3 separate regions of the Mus musculus genome follow, and regions 1 and 3 are each linked to region 2. Evidence: chromatin contacts called from public promoter capture Hi-C data. All regions are on one chromosome and are shown on one strand. The core of a region is the stretch at or near the end of the contact, and the rest is flanking DNA. Distances in the headings are between cores, read along the strand shown.

Evidence for each region. Promoter capture Hi-C pulls out the DNA fragments that hold promoters and counts their contacts.
Region 1: a contact with region 2 is called in a promoter capture Hi-C map of liver, with 2.0 times the contacts expected there. The contact joins the promoter of Gpsm2 here to the promoter of Strip1 in region 2. A contact is called at or near these places in 1 of 39 promoter capture datasets (liver) and 1 of 9 other capture datasets (adipose tissue).
Region 3: a contact with region 2 is called in a promoter capture Hi-C map of liver, with 2.5 times the contacts expected there. The contact joins the promoter of Clcc1 here to the promoter of Strip1 in region 2. A contact is called at or near these places in 3 of 39 promoter capture datasets (liver and pre-B cells).

The regions. Positions count from the first base shown.
Region 1 is chr3:108,720,160-108,723,697 of GRCm38.p6, forward strand. It overlaps Gpsm2 (G-protein signalling modulator 2 (AGS3-like, C. elegans)), which reads right to left and starts at 2,140. Exons shown (of 15, transcript NM_029522.2): 1 at 1,882-2,140.
Region 2 is chr3:107,629,976-107,633,478 of GRCm38.p6, forward strand. Strip1 (striatin interacting protein 1) reads right to left here and starts at 1,735. Exons shown (of 21, transcript NM_153563.2): 1 at 1,526-1,735. The coding sequence starts at 1,705. It overlaps Gm10961 (a long non-coding RNA gene), which reads left to right and starts at 1,626. Exons shown (of 3, transcript XR_375960.3): 1 at 1,626-2,027; 2 at 2,952-3,215.
Region 3 is chr3:108,652,549-108,655,861 of GRCm38.p6, forward strand. Clcc1 (chloride channel CLIC-like 1) reads left to right here and starts at 1,365. Exons shown (of 12, transcript NM_145543.2): 1 at 1,365-1,432.

The sequences.
Region 1 (3,538 bases), core at 890-3,389, 1.1 Mb after region 2:
GGGTAGATAGATCCCTCCACACTTCATAACAAACCACCGACTGTATTGTGGTTTTAAGTAGAATTATGTGCCACAAGTGGGATTCAGAAACACATGGCCATTTAAGTGCAGTAGCTGGTGCTTTGAGATTAGGGAGTAGTCTCAATCCCACCAGTAGCCTATTAATTACACAGTTTTAAAAACAAATGCCCACAGGTGTGTGGGGTGAGGGTGGGGGTATGTATGTTTGTTTGTTTGTTTTTAGGTAAGTCTTGGAGTACTTTATGGGTAAGAAAGGTGAAGGCTGAGGATGTGGTTTGGTTTTGCTCGGCATACACCTGCCCTGGATTTGACCCTAAGCATGTATGGTGCACACCTGTAATCACAGCACTGGGAGGATGGAGAAAGAGAATCAAAGAGTGCAAGGCCAAATTCAGCTATCTGAGACCCTGTCTCAAAACTACACTGAATGAATGGAGGGAAGGAAGGAAGAAGAAAGTCAGCCAGCCATTTCATACCAGGTGGAATTTGTGCACATATTACAGCCCAGTAGCTGTAATCCCAGCTACTGGGCTGAGACAGGAGGATTCCAAGTTCCAGGCCAGCCCTAAACATTTAGCAACAATAGGTCTCAAATAAATGAATGAATGAATTAATTAATTAATAAATGAATAATCTGGAATTACCTCAGTGATAGAACTCTTGCTTAGTGTTCACATGGTTTAGAGTTCAAACCCAAGTACAGAGGAGGTGAGGTGTGGGGAGCCACACTATATATAGTGCATTACCTTTGTAACTAGCCTACTATTAAATCTCAGGTTTACATCAAAACATACTTGTAATAGTGTATGTCTGACCTACTGAAAATTCAGCTAAACTATTTTTCCGTGGGACACGCTTCCACAATACTCCACAGTCTCTGAATTCATAACCAGTCCAATCCTCGAATTGTAAGTTAGAAATAGTTTGCAAGAGGGGCCTATGAATGCCTAGAACCGGCCGGGCATCCCTGAACTCCCCCACTGCCCTCAAGTCAAAGGACAGGAACCTTCGCTTTTGAACTTAGGCGGAACGAATCTCTGCTCTTAGCACGTCGAAACCCCAGGCAAAAGTGCTCTTTACCAGAAGCAATCACGATGGTTACTAACAAGCCGGAAAATCTTCAGTTTAGCCTTCCAAAGAGGCAGTCTGAAAATTCTGCTTCGCTGGTGACAAAAACTTACAACACAAACCACACAGCAGTCCAATCAACACAAAGCACCGAGAGGAGAGTCAAGAACTTACCTATTCTAAGTCTACCCGGCGTTTAAATAATGCATTAAGGCAAATAAACATTGCCATCATTACTCGTTTCAACAGAGTTCAAATGATACTTGTTAAAGCCACCTAATTGTTTACCATTAAAATACAAGGAAATTACGTTTTCCACTTTTCATCTGAAGATACTAAGTTTACAGCTTTCCGGCTAAGATCTCAAACATGTTACGCTTGCTATAAAGCTGGTTACAACGATCTATCAGTTTCGCTTGCCAGTAAGTCTGGGATCCGAAAAGTTCAGGAGTTTAAATGTGACTTGACAAAGGTGTCTGGTGTGGAGACCCGGGGCCGGCGACGTGCCTGGGATTCGAATCCACTGGGATTCGGCTTTGTATCCACCGTCTGTTACGCTCGGAAAACGCGTGAAGTCGCTGCATCCCAGCAAGTATTTTCAAGGTCTGCAGAAGCCCGATCCCCAGTCTCCCCTCACTTAGGGGACAACAGCCTAAATGGTGCGGGTGCGAAGCCCCCCACGGAGCTCCCGGGTCCCAGCGTCACCCGAGCCCGTCGAGCCTCGGTGGTCCAGAGACCCCCGCCCCACGCCCCCACACACCCCACTGGGTCACCCCCTCAGGCTCCGCTCACCTCCCTCCGGCCCGCGGCTCCTGAGAACAAGGAACCGCTGCAGGGATGAGCGCCTCTGGCCGTAGACTAGGAACCGCGGCGCTTCCCCAAGTCGGGTCCCGGCGGCGACGCCGAGCCAAGCAGGGGCACCGCGGGAGGCTGGCGAGCGCCCCGGGCGCCCGCCCCCGGCAGGTCACGTGGGCCAGAGCTTCGGCCTCCCCCTGGCCTCTCAGAGGGTCTCACCGCCAGCAAGGCTCCCTCAGCGCCTGTACTCCTCTGCGCCTGCGCCTAGCTCCAGGCTCGCCCATTCAAACTGACAACGCCCCGCGTTTTTTGGACCGGCCAATGGCACCGGTGGGGCGGGGCTAGGCGGGTGGAGGGCGGGGCTAGACGAGCCAGGGCTCCCTCCTTCTAAAGATCTGTGTGTGGGGTTTGCCTCTCGGACTGTAGCGCTTGATTCTCCTCTGCTGCGGATAGATCCTCCGCCAACTAGAAGCTTATTGTCCTCGAATTTCTCCTTCAGATGGCGAAAAGTGGGACAATAAACATCAGAGTTCAAGCTGGGTCTAGTTCAGACTTTGAACCCAGGAGCCCCAGTCCACTGCCTCTTTCCCTGCAGGCTCAGTCCCGCCCTGGGAAAGTCTTCCAAGAGGCAGATGTGAGAAAGAAAGAGGCCTGTGTGAAAGGAACAGAGGGTCCCGTGTGAAAGTCTGAACAAGGAGCCTCAGTTCTTGAGGCAGTGTCACACACAGTTCTGGCGTTTCCAGATGTTGGGAAAGCAAACTTCTTCTGACTGCAGGATCGCTGGTTCCCAGGAAAAGCAGAGATGGCGAATTTAATCCGCTCCGGCGGCTTGCATTCCCATTCTATTCATGCCTTCATATCAAGTTCACCAAAAAATAGATCTTAGCTTGTTCATCAAATGTTTAAACTAGAGTCTCTGCTGTGAAGCTGATGACGTTGGTTACATTACATTATCTATAGCCACTGCCTATTTCTCCACTGGGATGAAATTTTAATGTTTTACAGGATTGGGCACCTGTTAAAGAAATTCTAGTTTCAGCATCTCTGTGGTGATGGCCGTGACCACTATATGTGTGTCATGGAAAACTGTATAGAGATAGTGTTAGCACCAGCCAGACCTGGGTTTGAATTTCAGCTCGGGCCTCTTCCTACTGACTGATTTTGAACCAGTTAGGCGTCTGTCCTCTGTAGCCTTAGCTTCCTCAGCTGTAAAACACAGATAATGAGACCTCCTCTAATAAGGTCTGTCATGATGCTTCAGGAGGTAAAGTTTATGAAATGGTTAACACAGCTGCTGACACATCGAAGCTGTTCAATAAGTGGTTCTCTTATTATTATCAGCGAGCACCCTTAATACCAAGTTCTTATAAAAAGCTGAATTAGCTGGTTGTACTATTTCAGAGGTAGATATTATAATTCTTCCATACTCATAAATTCTTTGTGGGAATTGGTACAGTAAACCACAATAAAAAGTATTTTAAATTCTGCATAGCCAAAGCGAATCGTTTCTTTCCTGTGCCCCCTTCTCTCATAGATTGGACTTTTTATCTCAGCTATCAGCAATGTCTATCTTCCTAATCAGTTGAACTGTTTTGTAAATCTTCTTTCCAAACGCATGCATCCATGAGATTGTGCCATTCTTCTACTTGAAGAC
Region 2 (3,503 bases), core at 485-2,984:
ATAAAATAAAATGCACAAAAGGGTATTTATCTGACTATTTTGTGGCTTTTCAGGAAAATTTAAAACTACTTTACCTGCTGAGCTATCCCGCCATCCCTAAAGCACTTATTTTAAATGTATTATGTGTTTATCTGTGTGTGTATACATGTGCCCATGGAGGACAAAAGGACAGTACTGGATCCCTAGGAGCTAGTGTGCTAATAGGCAGTTGTGAGCGGCCCAACTTGGGTGCTGGGATCCTCTGAGAGAACAGCAAGTTCTCTTAACCACTGAACCATCTCTCCAGTCCACTCAAACATTTAAAAAGAGAAATTTGAAGGTGTAGTTCAATTCTCAGGGTTCTCTTCAGAAAACCTGGACAAGTCTGGTCATTAAAGGTCTTACAAACTTAACTTCCATACTCCTTCGTACTTAAGAGATCACTGAGAAGTAGCCACTGATCACCCATCATTCCACAACAAAAGGCTCCTAAAAGGTCCATCTTTTTCAAAAAAGCCACTCTAAACTCATCCTCTCAACTCTGGGCTTGTTCCTTTGTGACATAAGTTATCAGAATTTGAGCCTGCGACAACAACAAAATGTTTGGAGGGAACTGATTTCTTAGGCTTAAAGACACTATCTTTAGTATCTGGTACTAGCTGAAGCATCAAATTTGAATTTGAGGAATTCCCTCTCGGTAAGTGCCTGGCTGTTCATCACACTGGAAGTTGTCTCAGGTGGAGGAGATTGCGTAGTAAGCGCTCTGGGAATGAATGTGCTGATGAGGAAGCCCTGAAATGCTGCGACGAGACGGGTGTGTGTTCATTCATGAATTCTGCAAACGGAAGCAGTGGGAGGAATTTTAACTTGGGGCGAGGTGAATAGCTCCAGACAGCGCGGGCAAAGGGAATCGCAGCTCACTAGCAAGGAGGAGAATCCGGCGCCCTTTGTGTACTTCTGATCCCTTCACAGCTCAGCAACTGGGCTCACTGGGCATGCAAAAATACTTGGCAATGTCTGGCCGCGGTTTGATCCAGCGCTGACTAAAATTCGGAGGGAAGCCACAATGTGCTCTCTCTGCTACTCACACAACCTGGGGCCGGCCAAGCAGCACTAGAGAGAGAAGCCCTGTTCTAAGCGCCCGCTAAACTCTCCTGGGTCCCTTCGCTGCCAACTGGCGTGGCCCACCACCCTGCTAAGATCAGAGGCCGGAAAGGATGAGGGGCTAACCAGCCAGCAGACCACCGATTTTGCACCCCAGGAGGGCTGTGCCTCAGGCCACGCCCCCGGGGGCGACCGGCCATCCCCGGCTCGGGGACCTTCTTCCCCCGGCCGCAGCAGAGTTGGTGACAGGGCTCCGGGCTTTCCTCCCCGGGGCTGTGGCGGCTGCCAGCCTAGCTAACTGCACGGTTCCCGGTAAAGTGACAGCTCCCAGGGTCCCTGTCAAGCCGTCGGGAAGCCCGGCTGGGCCCGGATGCCGCCCCGGTCTCCCGGGACCCCCTCTGTCACCCGCCCGGTGCCAGCCTCGCCCCCCTGCAGCTCTGACCTCCGAGTCTTTGCGCTGGTTGCGGTTGAACTCGCGGGCTTTGCCCCCCGGCAGGAGGCCTCCGGCGGCCCTCGGCGCCCCAGGAGGAGGCTGCGCGGTGGCAGGCGGCGGAGGAGGTGGCGGCTGCGGCTGCTTGTTGTTCACAATCAGAGGGCCGGGACCGGCGGCTGCCGGCTCCATCTTGGCTGCTCCACACCCCCGGCTCAATTCGCGGACGGCCTCCCGTCAGGCAACTCTCGCGTGATTTCCTCCAGGAAATTTCCCCAATCGCCATATTCAGTGTGGCTGCGTGTGTCGAAAGCCGCAACTGCCAATCACCTCCCAAGGTCTTTCCTGGCTTTGTCATTTAGTTTCCCCTCCCTCCTTCCCGTGGAACTAAGCCGGAGACGTGCGGCTGGGCTCGCAGGAATCCCTTTAGATGTCTTTTTTATCCATGAGACTTAACACTTTAATTCGTTGTCTATCATCGCTTTGCCTGTCTTTAGAGCCCTCCCTGTTCAAGGTGAGGCAGGATGAAAGGGGAAATTAGGGAGACATCATTAAAGAAAGCAATTCCTGACTCATGGGTCTAGTTGACACGTTTTCCTAGCAAAGAATTTCTGTACAATTAACAACTGGTTGTGGCTTTTCTCTAACCTTCCAGCTGAAAAACCTCCAAGTCAGTAGGACTCTGTAAGAAACACCTTGTGCAACCCTGGGGACTCCTGGTTTTACTTATCAGATTATAACTCCATCCAAGACACCTCTGGAGCCACGTTAATAATCTCACTTATCAAAACAGGGGAAAAAGCCGGGCGTTGGTGGCGCACGCCTTTAATCCCAGCACTTGGGAGTCAGAGGCAGGCAGATTTCTGAGTTCGAGGCCAGCCTGGTTTACAAAGTGAGTTCCGGGACAGCCAGGACTATACAGAGAAACCCTGTCTTGAACTTGAAGTGAAGAGAGACAGAGAGAGAGAGAGACAGAGAAAGAGAGAGAGAGAGAGAGAGAGAGAGAGAGAGAGAGAGAGAGAGAGAGAGAGAGAGAGACTCTTGGGGGCTAAGGATAACAGTATGAAGTTGTATCTGTCCTCAAGCCACTGACAAATACTTTTAAGGATATAATAATGAACAAAAATAGGATTCTAGTCTTCGTGGAGTTTACATTCACATGGGGGAGATAAACAAATGAATAAATAAAACTGAAATTGAAAATATAACAGAGAAATCATGGGGAAATGAGGGTGTGTTTAATAATCCCTTAGAAGTGGCTCTTGCTTTTCTGCCTTCATTTTGTAGCTGTCTCGTTTACTCTGAATTACCTGCTCACATCTGTATTGACTCAAAGAGCAATCATCCAAAAATGGTGGCCTCTCACCTCATTCTCCGTCACGTCTGAGTGCCAAACACATAGGAGTAACCAAGATGGTTTTAATGTTACTTTTTACAGTGTCCTCCTCCAGAAACCTCCCTCCCCAAGAAGCAGGTACAAGACTCTTGGTCACTGGCCTCAACCCTCTAGACATCAGGAGTGGCAAAGCCTCACAGAACACAGCATCCCCGGATGACGAACAGCTCTTTCTATCATGGCCTGTGCACCCTGGAGGAGAAAGAATCAACTCCTGAGAACCAGCTTGTCCCTTAAGTAAAAAGGACTTCTACCATCTCATAGAACCAACACTGAGAGGATGATAACCAGACCACACTTGCCCAGGTCTGCTGGAATTTTCCTATCTCCCGCCCTCAATCTCAATTCTAATTCTATTTAAATCTAAAGTAAGTTTCCCCAAAGACAGATTTGGGATCAGTAAACACCTTATGTGTTTCTCTTTACAATGTTCACATCGATGAAATCTTTGTGTGTTGTTGTTCTCCTTTTCCTCCCCTTCTTCCTTCTTCCTCCTCCTCCTTCTTTCTTCTCCTCCTCCTCCCCCCACCTCTATCTCCTTCTTCATTTGTGTCTTTGTTGGGTATATTGAAGACTAGTGATGAAGCCTGAATT
Region 3 (3,313 bases), core at 115-2,614, 1.0 Mb after region 2:
TTGATATGTATGATACATTTAGTCAGCAAAAGAACAGTAGCTTCCCCCCTAGGGCATTGACCTCCCAGACGCAGATTTGATCAGGTCTACTGTGCCGGACATGAATCCCCTCCTATGGAGTGGGCCTCAAATCAAGCTGGAAAGAAGATGGCTACCCACTTAACAGTTTGCCACTATTGCAAATGTGGGTACATCTTGCCTGGGAGGGCAGCCGGGTAACATACAAGGTCACAGCAGGGCAAGACTGCTGGTGACTTCTTCCATAAGGCATCCTTATGTTATGAAAGCTAACCTTCCAGAGTAAGCATTCAGTCCAGTTCCATCTTGACTTCTGTACACACATGGTTGCTACAGCAGTAGGATCTTATCATCTACATCTGAAAGGCTACCAGCCACAGTAGCAATGGGGCTGGAGAAGTGGCTTAGCTGTTAAAAGAACTCAAGTTCGGTTTCCAGCAACCGAGTTTTGTGGCTCAAGATCACCGATAACTCTGCATCTCAGGTACCTGATGCTCTGCTGGCAACTGCAGCTCTGACCTCTGCTGGCAACTGCATTCATATGCAGAAACACAATCAGAATTAAAAAGAAAATACGTGTTGGTGCCACAATTATCTGGGACTTCCTATCTAGGGGGATCCAACCCCCTCTTCTGACCCCTGTATGTACTAGACACGCACGTGGAACACATACTATATGAAGCAAAGCACTCATACATATGAAATAAATCTAAAACGACTACAAATCTTAAAAAGTTGTAAATGATGTATGTATACCCAAGAATACCAAATTAAATACTAACAGTGTCTCATTGCCAGTTAGTTTTTGTATTCATTTCTGGGGTGGGGTTCCTCTTTGGACACTTTGGAAACTGCAAAGCCAGAAGTTGAAGATAAACACAAAACAAACCTTACGTCCAAACTCCCATTTGCCTCCCTCACTATATATAGTACTAGTTAACCATTATCTTCCACTTAGAAAGTTATGTTCGAAGTAGATCTCTCTCTCTATCTCTCTCTCTCTCCTTCTCTCCCTCCCTCCCCCCTCTTTCTTTCTCTCTCTCTCTCTCTCTCTCTCTCTCTCTTTTTCTTTCTTTCTTTCTTTCTTTCTTTCTTTCTTTCTTTCTTTCTTTCTTTCTTTCTTTCTTTCTTTCTTTCTTTCTTTCTTTCTTTCTTTTCTTTCCTTATTTACTTATTACTTATTTACTTATTTAGACGTACTTGGCTCCTTTAGCCACGACCGTCTGAACTGAACTGGTGGTTGGGTAATTGAAAAGCCCTTACTTCAGAGCAGAGGAGCGCGGCCTGGTCCCGCCCCCGCCTCCGCCCCCGCGGCGCAGCCAATCAGCAACGCGCGCGGGAAGGCCGCACAGCTGCGGGCCGAGCGAGTCGATGAGTCCGCTCGGGACTCCAGTCCGAGTGCACCGTGTTTGAGGTAGGCGGCTCGGCGTCTTCCGCGGCCGGGCTGGCCCGGGTCCCTCTGAAAGAGCAGGCAGGACCCTCGACGTGAGTGGGCGCTCTTCGGTGTGTCGGGGCGGCCCGCGGGTCTGCGTGGGAGGCGGCGCGGCAGCGTGAGAGGTGCCGGGGCCTGGGCCCGTGGCGATTCCCTGTTCCGTCTTACGCGGGTAGACAGCGCCCGCCAGTCATTCCCCTTGTCTCGGCTAACCCTGCGAATATACCGAGCGGCCCACCCTGGGGCAAGAGCATCCTTGCTTGTGTTATCTGAAACCTTGGCAGAATCTGCAACAAATACTGACGGCCAAAAAATTATATATATATATTGGATTTGTTGGAGTAATGGTATGAAACTCCAAATTTAATTTGAGTATATTAAGTTAGTTGATGCTGTAAGTCTGTGGGTTTATAATTAGGTGCAAAACGTCAGGTTTTCTCCATGATACTGATTATAAAAGTGCTCTTCTCAGCGTTGTCTGGGCACATATTGGAAATGAAAATTGTCTGGTGGGCGGTGGGCACCCTTTAATCCCAGCACTCCGGAGGCAAAGGCAGGCGGATCTCTGAGTTCGAGGCCTGCCTGGTCTACAGCGTTTCCAGGATACACCGAGAAACCTCGTTTCGAAAAACAAACAAACAAACAAACAGAAAAAAACAACCTCAATTGCCAGGAAAGGACAAGAACACGCGTGAGCTAAATAGCGACTTCCCGCTTCTAAGATAACCGAGAATTTGACTTCCCTTAACCCGGTTAGTCCTGCTTGGCTGGTTGGTTAGACCTCTGATTCTTTGAAATCAGTGACTTTCTTGAGGGTTTCCATTTCGTGGCTGTCAATCAGCCTGCACATCTTAAGAGCTAAGCCAGAGGCCGCCCCTGTGAGAAGCCCCTTTTCTGGTTTTCCCACCTGTGTGATAAGACCCAGCAGAGTTTCCTCACCCGCTTTTGAACCCTAACCTCCAAGGAACCTCTCAGAGCTCAGAGGCCATGGGCATGTTACCCGTTTTTTCTGGGATTGAGACAGTGGTGCCCTTTCCAAGAGTTTTTGTAAGGATTAAAGGAGCATATGTTTCAGTAACAAAATGTCCTCTATTATTGTATGAGTATGTTTTTTTATATACTATTATTGTGCGCACTGGAGTACATGTGTTGTAGTTGAGGCAATGAGAAAATGATACAAACTAACTGGTGTCCACCGACAAGTCATAGAGTAACGCAGGTTTTTTTCATAAACTGAGGCAACATAGGAAGATTTTTGTGATGTTTTTGTTTTTCCGAGTCAGTCTATGTAGCACTGGCTGGCCCTATCTCAGAGACTTGTCTTTAAAATAAGCTCGAAGCAGGTCCAGATTGCAACTTTGGAGGAAGTGTGGGATCAGTTCTAAGTGTTGTTGTTTTCAAAGAGTTCTAGTCTTAGATGACCACCGGCCTCTGACAGGAGGGATTGAATTTCCAATTGATTGTGGTTTTGGTTTCTTCCATAGCCCCCCCCCCCCCCTTTTTGACTTCCCAGCTCATTCTGGTGTGGAATCTAACTCTGGCTGCCTCCCCCCCCCCTTTTTTTTTTTTTTTTTTTTGCCTTCCATCATTTTATTCATTCTGTAGTCTTGGTTAACTCTTCACCTGCTGGTCACTATTGGAGAAAGTCACGTGGTTGCCCGTGGTGTAACTTTGTGAGTGGTACTTGGCAGGCTGTCAGCCTCCATAAGTGATGCCCTCTTGCTTTTGTTTTCTAAACGTCCGTTACCTTCACCCTAAACTCCTGTTTTTATCTGAGAAAATTTGTCTTCCTTCTCACTCGTTCTGTTGATGAAGAAGTATGCCATGCCCACGAAAGGGATACAGGATGCCGTTTCTGTAGCT